2 separate regions of the Mus musculus genome follow, and region 2 is linked to region 1. The links are chromatin contacts, called in public Hi-C maps. All regions are on one chromosome and are shown on one strand. The core of a region is the stretch at or near the end of the contact, and the rest is flanking DNA. Distances in the headings are between cores, read along the strand shown. Region 1 overlaps Atp2c1 (ATPase, Ca++-sequestering). Region 2 overlaps Col6a5 (collagen, type VI, alpha 5).

Region 1 (2,880 bases), core at 148-2,647:
GGTTACTTTCTGCTGTCAGCCTAGATAGCCTTAGTTTTTGAGGCAGGGTCTCTCACTGAACCTGGAGACACAGATTTAGCCAGGCACGTTGGCCAGTGAACTGCAGAGACCCACCTGTCTCTATTTGTCTATCCCCAGCTGGGGTTACAGACATGTCTGTCACTGTACCAAGATTTTATGTGCTTGCTGGGATCTGACCTCGGGTTCTTCTGCTTATGAAACAGGTATTTCATGAACTAAAACATTTCCTGAGCCCTGGATTGTCTTAATAGTCTTAGCAATTAACGGCAACAGAATCTAGTTTTGTTAATTGAAACATTATGAAACAAAATAGTTGTCTGGGGAACATACTCATGAGGCCCAAAGCTTTGGAGATTTTACTTAACCAATATGTGTTTTGCAAGTTGACTTTTGTTTTAAAGATGGCAAGAGTACCATGTCTTGGTAGTAGAATAAGTTGGGGTGAATTGAAATTGCCCCTTTGTTGCAGATGAAAAGATAGCTTCTTGTCCAGCGCGTTGGTGGTTCACACCTTCAATTCCAGTACTTGGGAGGCAGAGGTGGTCGGATCTCTATGAGGTCCAGGCCAGTCTAGTCTACAGAAGAAGTCCCAAGACAGCCAAATAGCCAAGGCTACACAGAGAAACCTTGTCTGGGGTGGTGGTGATAGATAGCTTACCGTTAACTCAGAGTTTACCTTGCTAAAGATAGTGTCTTCGTATTTATTTAAAGGCTTCTGTTACGGCAAAGCTCTTTGTGCTTTTTCTGAGGTCACGTGGTAAAAAGTAAAGCTGGTTAGTGCGCTCCCAGGCCAGTGCCATAGTTTCACACAAGAAAAAGGCTTTCTAACATTGCAGGCTAAGTTGGTACAGTCTTTATGACTTTTAATGGCCAGAGTTTATATTCACTTATTAACTTATATGCATTTGTTACTGTCCGTTGTCTTTGTTGCAAGAGTTATTGTTAGCTTAGTAGATAAGTAGATTTTTCAGGTTATGTTGAATTAGGCTCCCTTGGACCAAACTTGTGATGCATTTAGAAAAAGTTTGAAATGTGAAAAGGTTAGAGATTTGGACAGTGATTGAACGGGTCAGGAACATCTTTTCAGAGTGGCTGTAACTGGCCCTTAATTTGTTTCTGCTTGCTTTCTTTGTCTGCTACAGGCATTAGAGCGTTTAGGAGTTGGGCTTCTGTAATATACCTGTTAATTATAATTGCTTAAGTGAAGCCTTTGGTTTTGACATGTAGTCATTTTGTAAATGTGCTGACCTAAAGTCGTGTTGTCTCTGCTCCCAGGATTCATGCAGTAATCTAACAGGACGCTCTTAGAAAGGCTTGGCAGCATCCTTGTAAAACATTACTTTTATTTACTCGCAGAGGATTGGACTGCAGCAGATGTTAGCCGAAGGCCTGCCTGCTCAGCCCTTCACAGAAAAACAGGACAGTTGAAGTGGGACATGGGACGGTTCTGAACACTGTCGGTGCCGTCTTCAGCAGCTCATTGCCTTTGGCCCCGGGCAAGACCCTGGGTCAGATCCCCGCAGCATGCAATCAGGAAGGATCAGGCTTTCCTAGGGCACCTTGCACTAATGTGTTAGGCAAAGGTAATAACTTAAAACGGGTTCTGGATCTCCTCTCATCCTGTGACCTTTCCCTTGGAGCCCCCAGACTCAGCCTTTGCTGTTGTCATTTCATTCATACATGCTTTGTTGTGCCCGTCTAGTCCTCCCCCACAGTGTTTCTAGTAGGCACTGCTTGGCTGTTGCTGGGTGTCTTTAGTAGAGTATTTGTTTTTCATCTGAGTTTTTATGTTGGTGGGCGTAGACATATTTGGCCCAGGCCTTTGAGAGTCCGAATTTCCTTATTCTGTGAAATGTCATTGCTACATTTCTCCCAGAGGAGGCAAAAGCCTTTCATGTCTTGAATGCCAGAAATAGCACGTGGTGCACTTTGTAAAGGCACGGTAAGTAATCTCTTCTATGTTTTTTTCTTAATGCTTGTGAGGGCTGCTGTTATCCAGAGTTGATATCTGGCTTGTGACTCTAGAGCCTATGATCCTGTGGGAACTCTAGTGTCCTTTCTACCCCAGAAAAAGATGTAACCATTGCTGATTGGTTGGTTTGTTTGTTTTTGTTTTCTGTTTTTAAATGAGTCTTACAGGACTGTGTATGGAGAGAGGTTTTAAATCAAACACCAGTTCTGTTAGAAGATTTGTAAGAAGGCTGAAAGTAAATTCTTGTCGGTAGAGACTGTCCAGTGTCTCTTACTCAGTCTGAGCAGGGTCTGGCACATATGTGTTACTGACTGAATGAAATGTTAGCTCTCACTCGGCTTCTCTCATCTGGGGGTGATTGCACATCCCAGAGATCATTTGACTGTGCCTAGAGACGTTATTGGTTGTCACTGCTGCAGTAGGCTTGTGGCATCGAGTTGGTAGACACCAGTGATGCTGATAAACATTGTCCTGTACACATGTTAGCCCCTCTCTCACCTCCTTCCCATAAGGTGTTATTTAGCCCCCCAGTGATGGTACCTATTGAGAAACACGGTTCTAAGCAAAGGCAAGACAATTGCATCTGAGCCATGCTTTCCTCCTTCATAAAGAGGTGGTCACTGCACTTGGGTTTGTCAGGTTAGGCAGGCTCAGGTGTGTCCAGGTGCCCCAGGGCCAAAAGCTGCAAAGCGAATGCAGAGTTTCTTTAACTTAGCTGAAAGAAAGAGCTAGGGAAATTTTGGTCACTGACGTTTTAGTTTAGGATTCAAAGGCTTTAAGTATTTATCCAAATTCTAAGTTGGATGTGAAAGAAGCCTGCGGTAGTTTTTTTCAGTGATTTTCTGGTGGTTTTATTAAATATGCTGCTTCTTTGGCTTGGGATTTTA
Region 2 (2,880 bases), core at 128-2,627, 380 kb before region 1:
GTGTGTGTATGTGTGTGTGTGTCTGTGTGTGTGTCTCTGTGTATGTGTGTGTCTGTGTGGTGTGTCTGTGTGTCTGTGTGTGTGTGTGTGTCTGTGTGTGTGTGTTGCAATAACCATTGTCTATGTAGAGTGTTAGAGGACAACTTGGCCAGAGCTAGTTTTCCTTATACCATGTGGGGTCTGAGAATGTAACTGCGGTATCTGGAGACTTGTTTTTTGCAATAGCTGAAGAGGGATTCTGGCATCTGGTGTGAGTGGAGGCCTGCAGCATCTCCATCTGCCCATTGCTGCCCCATCATTACTCCAGGATCTTAATTAAAAAAAAACAAAAACAAAAACAAAACTCAAAGGAACCATAAAGTGATAATAAAAATTTGAACATAAACCTTCAAAAGCATTTATCAAACACCTTTTTTTTAAGTGTTGAATGCGTCCTTTGTCTCCCTGGCTTTATTCAACTGCATGTTCTATTTTTTCACACGGTATCATGTCTAACATTGTCCAAATTGCTATAAACTCCATCCTGATTTTTCTAAACACTCTCATAATGCCCCTCCAACAAATGGATATATTTAGCTATGGACCTCTTCTTAAACATGTCATTTGATTCTGACTTTTGCTGCTCCATATTCAACTTGCACATACATGCACTTTAACGTAAATGTGCATTGGATGGCAGAGTTGGCTTCCGAGCCATCCCTGGAATGTCAGTCAGCTCATGTTCTGCATTGCATCAACCTCTGGTCACCTGCACCGTCGACCTGACTGTGGTTGGTGGTGGCTCCGTGGTCACTTATAAATGGTGAAGTACATTCATTTACCAAATCTGAAAACAACATAAATTGCATCATTATTTTGGAGAGTTATTTTCAAATAATTTTGGCGATATAGTTCTGGTGTTTAAAATTTTTTCCAATTTAATTTTTAAAGCTTGCTTATAATAAACCCACCTAGAAACATAAAGCACAGAGTGACTTCATTTAAAACCGGAGGGCACGTGTCTGCAGGTGTTTTGGGTGCAGAGATTCTCGAAGGAGGCAGGGCTTCTCCCCAGGAGGCAGGCCTTTTCTGCCGACTCTTGTTTCTGAGCACAGAATGGTTCGGAAGTGATGTTCTGACGATCTGAGAACCACCTAGAAAAATCAAGGCCAAGAAGACCATTGGGCCTATCCTCAGGGAAAAGAATGAAACCTGTTTTCAAGTTTTGTCTACTTAAACGAGAAGAGGTTCTCCCAGAAAAACACGGGGCGTGTAAGGGTTTCTGTTTCCGCATGACATGTTAATGGCATACAGTGGTGTGCACAAGCTGTGCCTGCCTCCCCTGCTTTCCCGGCCCAGCCCTGGGACCCTGGCCAGTGACCTCACCAGACAGAGGGGAGGAGAGGCCCGGGCTGCGGGTGTGAGATGGAGAGGCGCATAAAGTGCTGCCAAGTCCTCTGCAGATATGCCTGCGAGAACACAGTGGGCTCGTCACTTCTGGGGCTCGTGTGAGTGCGTCTGTAAGTTAGGCCAACAGGCTGCATTTTCTTTTCTTATCGAAGTTCTGAAGAATTTACCATTGCAGGGAGGACTTTCGTAGCCCTAGGAGTTTTCTTCTTGTTTACTTATAAAGATTAAATTTGTGAACACTTTAATTTGTTGTGAGCTTTGCAAACTATTCCATTTTTTTCCTCAAAAACCTCATGGAATTGTTGTGTATTAGCATGGCACTTTGTAGAGAGGAATGGAGTGATGGAGAAGAGCCGGGGTCACTGAATTAAAAACAGGCAGAAATAAGACTCCAGCTCCTAAGACCTGTCCATAACCACCGCTCTGCAATGCCTACTGGAGGAAAAGGAAGGCCGATTTTATTTATGTCATGACATACTTTTAGAAGAAAATATTCCCTCATGGCCTCTGTCAGAGAGAATGCCAATAGACTGAAGACGACTTTCTTCTCATCAGGTCCCTGAGCCTTTCTCGCCCTGGTTAGTGTGTACTTCACTATTTCTTCCCTACCCTGATGTTTGACGACTCCTCCTTCTGAAGGAGTCAGCCATTGGGACAGATTTGGTATAGATTCTGTCTCTACTTCTAGGCTTTCGTTTCTTGGCTAAATCACCGAACGTCTCCAAGCTTAGGTCTGCTTAGGTGTGAATTGGGAGCAGTGGCAACCCCAGTCTCATGCTAAAAGGATATTTTGATGAGAGAAGATATGTGGAGATCTGACCCCAAGGCCTGAAGTGGATGGAATACTTGGTTTAGTATCAGAAAGCAGAAACAGAAAGCATCGCCAGTGCTTTCGAATGTTGGGAAAATGTTGAACTTGAACAATACCAGCGACATGGACCTCTAAGGGCTGGCTCAGTGGTTAAGAGCTCGCTGGCCGACTTGTCAGAGGACTTGGGGTTTGTTCTCAGAATCACATGTTGATTCATAATCATCCTGTTACAAGGGATCTTATACCTTCTTCTGGCCTCTTTGAGCACCAGGCATGCATGTGGTACATAGACATGCACACAGGAACACACACACACATTTTTTAAAAAGAAGGACGTCAGAAATTATTCACATGAATAGAACTCAATACATATATTAGCCTCATAGCTTATAAAAAATAACAAACCCATGACTAAGATGTGAAGTAATGGCACATCCCTTTTAATCCCAGCACTTGGGAGATCTCTGACAGATCTCTGAGTTTGAGGCCAGCCTGGTCTACAGATCAAGTTCTAGGATAGCCAGCGCTACACCAAGAAACACTGTCTTGAAAAGCAAACAAACAATGTAAAAGCAAGACAACAATAACAATAAACCCCAAAAGAGATAAAAAGAAAAGAAAATCCCATGGCTAATTTTGGCACTGGTACATTCCAAGGCAGCCCACTGGATAACTCACAA

The links. Hi-C and Micro-C count contacts between places; a contact is called where the count stands out from the background.
Region 2: a contact with region 1 is called in a Hi-C map of uterus, with 3 times the contacts expected there. The contact joins two enhancer-like sites. A contact is called at or near these places in 8 of 484 Hi-C or Micro-C datasets (the 3T3-L1 cell line, the C10 cell line, CD8 T cells and 5 more), 4 of 115 datasets of contacts at active chromatin or transcription factors (embryonic stem cells, forebrain and large pre-B cells) and 1 of 9 other capture datasets (embryonic stem cells).

What each region holds. Positions count from the first base shown.
Region 1 is chr9:105,487,553-105,490,432 of GRCm38.p6, reverse strand. All of the region lies in intron 1 of Atp2c1 (ATPase, Ca++-sequestering), which reads left to right. Among named protein-coding and RNA genes, the nearest start is that of Gm40564, 7.0 kb to the left of the region's middle. Within about 2 kb of position 1,397, at least 15 of the 459 cell types and tissues checked have an H3K27ac peak or open chromatin away from gene starts, as enhancers often do. A contact at or near this core is called in uterus, where this site is marked.
Region 2 is chr9:105,870,343-105,873,222 of GRCm38.p6, reverse strand. The region is part of intron 37 of Col6a5 (collagen, type VI, alpha 5); the gene reads left to right. Among named protein-coding and RNA genes, the nearest start is that of Col6a6, 44 kb to the right of the region's middle. Within about 2 kb of position 1,377, at least 8 of the 459 cell types and tissues checked have an H3K27ac peak or open chromatin away from gene starts, as enhancers often do. A contact at or near this core is called in uterus, where this site is marked.